2 separate regions of the Mus musculus genome follow, and region 1 is linked to region 2. A link is a contact called in public HiChIP or PLAC-seq data. All regions are on one chromosome and are shown on one strand. Each heading gives the region's core, a stretch centred on a gene start, on an enhancer-like site or on the middle of the called end of the contact. The rest is flanking DNA. Distances are from core to core; before and after follow the strand shown.

The links. HiChIP or PLAC-seq counts read pairs in DNA pulled down with a chosen protein or histone mark.
Region 1: an H3K4me3 HiChIP or PLAC-seq map of bone marrow-derived macrophages shows a contact between it and region 2, with 2.6 times the contacts expected there. The contact joins the promoter of Sdf2l1 here to the promoter of Ccdc74a in region 2. A contact is called at or near these places in 5 of 39 promoter capture datasets (the HPC-7 cell line, liver, neural stem cells and 1 more), 1 of 115 datasets of contacts at active chromatin or transcription factors (bone marrow-derived macrophages) and 1 of 9 other capture datasets (embryonic stem cells).

Annotation. Positions count from the first base shown.
Region 1 is chr16:17,130,636-17,133,837 of GRCm38.p6, forward strand. Sdf2l1 (stromal cell-derived factor 2-like 1) reads right to left here and starts at 1,748. Exons shown (of 3, transcript NM_022324.3): 1 at 1,489-1,748; 2 at 962-1,158; 3 at 1-153. The coding sequence starts at 1,675.
Region 2 is chr16:17,645,115-17,647,996 of GRCm38.p6, forward strand. It overlaps Ccdc74a (coiled-coil domain containing 74A), which reads left to right and starts at 1,356. Exons shown (of 8, transcript NM_001166164.1): 1 at 1,356-1,669; 2 at 2,494-2,538. The coding sequence starts at 1,411.

The sequences.
Region 1 (3,202 bases), core at 498-2,997, 510 kb before region 2:
ACCATACTGTTCACCAGTGACCGACAGGAACACAGAGGTGCCCACGTGCTGGAAGCGGACACTGGCCTCTCGCTCCCAGTGTTGCCCAGAACATCGGACTGTCCACAGGTCCAGGTCATCACCCTCACCGTCTTCCCCAAAAGCACTCACCTCCTGAGAGTATAAGGTATAGGAACAGTCACACAGAGGGCACAAGCTCCCCTGAGCTGCATGTCTGGCCGTCATATTTGCACCTAGTATCCTGGGGCCTCTGCTCCTTTTCCTGACCTTCAGCATTCACAGCTATGAAAATGGAAGCCAAGAGTCCTGCCCTAGCTAGGCTCAGCGGCACACGCCTTTAAGCGTAGCACTCAGAAGGTATAGGCAGGCAGATCTCTGGGGGGTTTAAGGCCAGCCTGGTCTACATAGTGTGTTCTAGGACAGCCAGGGCTACATAGAGAAATCTGGTCTCAAAATAGACTCTCACCCCATTCTTCAGGTGCATAGAGCCTCTTGTATCAGACTGTGTAGTGCCAACTGGCCTTACCCCCAAATTCCCCTCCAACATTTTCCCCCTGAAACTCTCCAAAGCACTGTCAGATTCTCCCTGCGTCCCTCCCAGACCAGCTGCAATGAACACTGTACTTTAGTAGGAACTCTTTCGCAGAGGGGAAGGAGTAGGAAGAAGCTCCCACTTCTCTTTAAGACCCAGCCCTGAGTTTCTCCTTCCTGCAGTTTCCTATTATCTGCGCTGTGGGTCCACCTCTGTGTCCAAATACGAACTAATCTCTCACTTCTAACTCGGTGGAGAAAGTTACTGGGGACAGGACCCAGAGCAGGAGCTCCATAAACTTCTGAATAGAAACTCCCAATTCACAGTAGCTGACACTGAGTCCCCTCTTGGGCCCCTCCCCTACATCCCTCCCTCTGTCTTTGGGTCCCTGCCCCACGCAGCCTCTGTGGGTTTCGGAACGGGGCTTGCCTGGTTGTTGGATAGCGGCGACGGGAAGTGGTGCGTGTGCAGGTTCTTGCCGGTGAGCACGTGCGTGAGCCGCACTGCTTGCCCACAGCGCACTGGGAGTCCGCGCGGGCACCCACCCTCGGAGCCGCCGCGAATCCGCCAGTAACTATTGGCATCGTCGGACTCCTCCACGCCGGTTACCGACTGTTGGCCGCTGCCTGAAGAGTAACAGCCCACCCCACCCCGTGGATTCTTGTTAATCACAGACCTCCGGACCCTCGTCTTGAACACTAAAAAGTTTCCCTCACAGCCCCTACCACTCTAGGATCCAAAGAGCTCACCCCAGCCCAGGCCAGACCCTAAGTACCGGTGGACATCGCCCTCCCCCTTCCCGCGCATCCTCGATCCCTCAGGCTTGTCAGTCACGACCCACAAGCGAGTCTAGACTCGCAACCACCCAGCTCCCTGACAACCCACAGACCCCGCTAGGACCACCTAGTCTCTAAGCCCTCCGCCCCCTGGCGGTCCCAGTCACCACCCCTGCGCACCAGATCCGTATTTGATGTCGTGTGAGTGCAGCCGCACTTTGTGGTGGGTGTTGAGCAGCTTCAGCACTGACCCGCAGGTCACTAGCCCGGCGCTGGCCTTGGACGCGCCCCCACTCCGCACTGAGAGCGCCAGCAGCAGCCCCAGCAGCGTTGGCCCCGCTACCCTGCCCCGGCTCGCGCCCCACATCCCGCCAGCCGGCCAGGTTCCAGCTGCTCTAGACCTCTGCGCTTCCGTCCTCAACAGCGGCCAATCCAGCTCTGACAGCGCCCTCCCACGGCAGCCAATCGTCTGCGCGCGCGCGTTCCTCCTGCACTGCTATTGGACCGTGTGCAGCGGCCCCACCCCCAGCTTCCAAGGAGGTAGCTGGAAAGGGGTTGGAGACACCAGGAGGATTTTAACTGGTCCACGCTTCCGAGGACCCGCCAATAAAGCAGTGGCTGCGGCGAGCGTCCCCGGAGAGGCCACGGAAAGCCGCACACCCGGGTTGGTTGCTTCTAGTCACTTGGCTCCCGGTTAGAGATCCTCGGGTGTAGTAGGTATAGGAACCCCTTTGACCCTGGACCCCCTAAACTTTAGTCTCGTGTCCCTCCACTCAGACCCCGGGATAAAGCTACAGGTTCTTATGTTAATTACGAGATTTTGTGGTCTCAAAGTGGGCAGATAACAAAGTTATTGAAATCTCCTGGCCCCAGGAGTTAATCAAACTGAATCACATCAGTTTCTGGACCCCATGGTTTTTTAATTCTCTTAGTCATGCAGCTACTTGAGTCATTTGGTGGCAGAATCCTAAGGTTGCTGGATGACAAAGCTGTGAGCCCTCTCTCTCTCTCTCTCTCACACACACACACACACACACACTCACACAGTGCTGGCGCGCGCGCTCACGTACACACATTCACTCTATCCATCCATCCATCTGTTGAGTATTCACAAAGGAACTGCCCCTCCAGGCTACATTACTAAGAAGCTGATGAAGCATGTACTTAGGGCACTAGCTAGATACGCAGTAAAGTTTATGTTTGCATTAAAGTTTATGTTTCCGTCTGCAGATGTAGCTCAGTTGAGTGAGTCCAGCAAGCGCAAAACCCTGGATTTGATCCTTAGCAAATCAACCCTCAAGTAGTGGAGGCAGGAAGTTCAAGAATAAGTCTGAGGTCATCCGCCTAGAGAGGATGACAGGCAGACAACATGTTTCTAAGTAAGCTGTGTCAGAATAGTTAGAATCAAAATAGAGTCATTTGTCAGGCCTTTAACCCTAACACACACATGAATATGAGGCTGAGAAGGAGGGGATCTCGTGCATGAATGTCTAACAAGAATAATTTACAAAAGGCTCAGCCAGAACTGCCTTTCACAAAGGACCACAGCCTCACACAAAATATCTCTGCTTACACTCCAGAGCCAAAATGGGGGAACCAAAAATTCTTTTAACTTTTATGGGGCCTCACCTCATGACATTTTATATTTGTTTCCGTCTCTCTCTCTCTCTCTCTCTCTCTCTCTCACAGAAACTTTTTAAAACAGTTTTTTTTTTTTTATGTATATGAGTTGTAGCTGTCTTCAGACACACTAGAAGAGGGCATTGGATCCCATTACAGATGGTTGTGAGCCACCATGTAGTTGCTGGGAACTGAACTCAGGAACTCTGGAAGACAGTGCTCTTAACCAGTGAGCCATCTCTCCAGCCCTTGAAGTGGAGACTTAAGGACTCTA
Region 2 (2,882 bases), core at 106-2,605:
TGCATAGCCTTCTCTTAGAAATTAAGTTTCCAAACCAGGCATTAATCTTAGGATTCAGAAAGGAGGCAGAGGCAGATCTCTGAGTTTGAAGTCAGCCTGGCCTATGTAGCTAAACTATGTCTCAAACAAACAAATCTACCATGTCATAAAAAGTAAGTGGCCTAGTTTTCACGTGGATAAGAGATGAGCCAGCAGTTAAGAAAGAGAGCTTCCTGCTCTTCCAGAAAACCTGAGTTTGGTTTCCAGCAGACACCCAAGGCTGCCTGTAATTCCAGCTCCGGGGCTCAATGCTCACACATGCACACCCACAGAATATACTCATACGGGTACGCATAAATGAAAAAAAAAAAAAAACTAAAGTCTAGAAAGCCAGGACTTTCTTGTTTTTGATCCTGCTGGCTGGGTTCTCTAGGTAAAGGCAAGCACTGGACTTTTGTTTTCTTGAAGACAGGTTCTCACTGTGTAGCTCTGACTGTTCCGGGAACTCACTATGGCAGACTTCGGAACTCTGGAAGATCCACCTGCCTCTGTCTCCCATTTGCTGGAATTAAAGAAGTGGGCTGGCCGGTTCTCTTGTGTTGGTTCAGACAGCTCTATTTATACACAAAGATTCAGTGAGTGTTGGAAGATTTGTGAAACTATTACTATGTATCCAAAAATGTGAGCTATTAAAATGAAAGACTAAGACCCACTTTAAAAGCCAGTGCGACGGGCGGTGGTGGCGCACGCCTTTAATCCCAGCACTGGGGAGGCAGAGGCAGGCGGATTTCTGAGTTCGAGGCCAACCTGGTCTACAAAGTGAGTTCCAGGACAGCCAGGGCTATACAGAGAAACCCTGTCTCGAAAAACAAAAACAAAAAAGCCAGTGCTTTGGCATACATCTATAATCCCGGTTTTACACAATGAATTCCAAGCTAGTTTGCACTACAGAGTGAGACCCTGGTTCAAAAGTACAAGCGGGGCTAGGGTGATGGCTCAGAAGGTATAGTGGTTTCTGCCCAAGCAGGAGAAATTCGGGTCTAAATTCGGGTCCCTAGCACCCACATGAGAAGTGGGGAGGGAAGGCGCACACCCGGGATCTTAAGCGCTGGAAGCCGGGGAAATGGGAAGATCCTGGGGTTCACGGGCCAGCCCAGCTAGTCACAAGACGAGACAGACCTCTTCTCAAAATCTATGAGGTGGGGAATGAGACCGGACGTCGAGTGCTGGTCTCCACAGGCACACGCACCGCACACAGCACTCATAAGAACTACTGTTCCGGACCAGTTCAAGAGTCTGGCGCCTTGGTTTTTGCGGAACGCGGCCGCAGGCCCCGCCCCGCGGCGCGCCCCGCCCTCTCCGGCGCGCCGGTTCCCAAGGCGACCGAGTGCCAGGCTCCAGCAGCCAGTACTGAGCGGCGGCGACGCCTTCATGAGCGGGGCCGGGCTGGCGGCCGGGGCTCGGCCCCTCAGCTCCGCGGCCCCAGGCTCCCGGGGCGCGGCCCGCCTACGCCCGCGCCCTCCCGCCGGCCTGCAGCACGCGGGGACGCAGCCGCCTCCGCTCGGGTTCAGCGAAGCACAGAAGCGGATCCTGGACCTGGAAAAGAGCCTGCAGTTCCTACAGCAGCAGCACTCGGAGACGCTAGTCAAACTCCACGAGGAGATCGAGCACCTGAAGCGGGAGAATAAGGGTGAGCCTCTGGGTGCTGGCCCAGCATTTACAACCTGAAGGTCACGGCCATCAACTCTTAACAGTCTCCGGGTGCGGGGAAGGATGCGGGAGGCTTCTCTTCGGTAGGGCCTGCCGATAGGCTCAGTCCTCCTGTGCCCACCAGCCCAAATGAACGCTGACCCTCCTGTGCACTCTGTGCAGGGCAGGGTGTAGTCCGGCTCATTATTTAAAACTGTTGCCGAAGTTAAACAGCACACAGCAAATTCCAGTAAATGGGTCACCAACTAAGCACATCCAGATTTTGGGCAGGGATTGCCAGGATGCTGCTCCACCCCACCCCCGACCCCCACCCCCAAGGCTTGGCCTACTCAGAACTTCAGGCCACCCTGTGACATAACTGCTTTTCACTGTCTACAGCTCAGCTAGGGTTCCTCTGCTTCCCCCCACTCCATGCCCTGTGCCTCGGGTTTCTCCCTCTTTCTGGTGTTGTCTTTACCTGGGCATCTTATTACATTAGGGCTCTGCTTGAGACTCACCCCATGTCTGACTGACCAGCCCCATGCCACACCCCACTTACCTTACCATTGCCAGGGGCTCCTGGAAGGCTAGCCAGCCATCCTGTCTCACTTCAGCAGCCCTGCAGCCCTGCCCCTGCCTGGCCTAGTGGATGGGCACCTTGCAGGTGTTGGGGATGACAGGGATCAGCTAGAGGCATTTCTGGTCTGAGATGCCTGAGGTAAAGGGTTGGTGGAAAAAGCTGGTGGGACCCAAAGAGCAGGCCACATTTGTGCTCCCAGTGGCTGTAGATTTTAAGTGTGATAAGGAGTATTTGTTTGCTTTCAGATCTCCACTACAAGCTAATCATGAATGAGAAGCCTCAGAAAAAAGGTAGGACTTGCAGGGAGTTATCACTCAAGCCTATCTGGCAGCAGGGAGCCCTGCATGCTAACCCAGAGGAGACCAGTTCTGGGCACTTGGACAGGTGGCCCTTTCCCCAGCCACAGCTTGCTTGTTTGCTCTCAACACCAAAGGCATGACGTGTGTGCAGTAGGGACAATGAGGTGGCTGCATACCCTCCCTCCCTCTGCTGAGCACAGCTCCTGGGCAGCCCCATCCCCTGGTAGGTTGATGGTTGCTGTGGTGCCTGCCTCTGGTTCCCCAGCCCTGTACCGCTGGTTCCTTACACTTGAGTGAGGGGTTTCTTACCACACTCCCTGTATGGAAAACAGCCC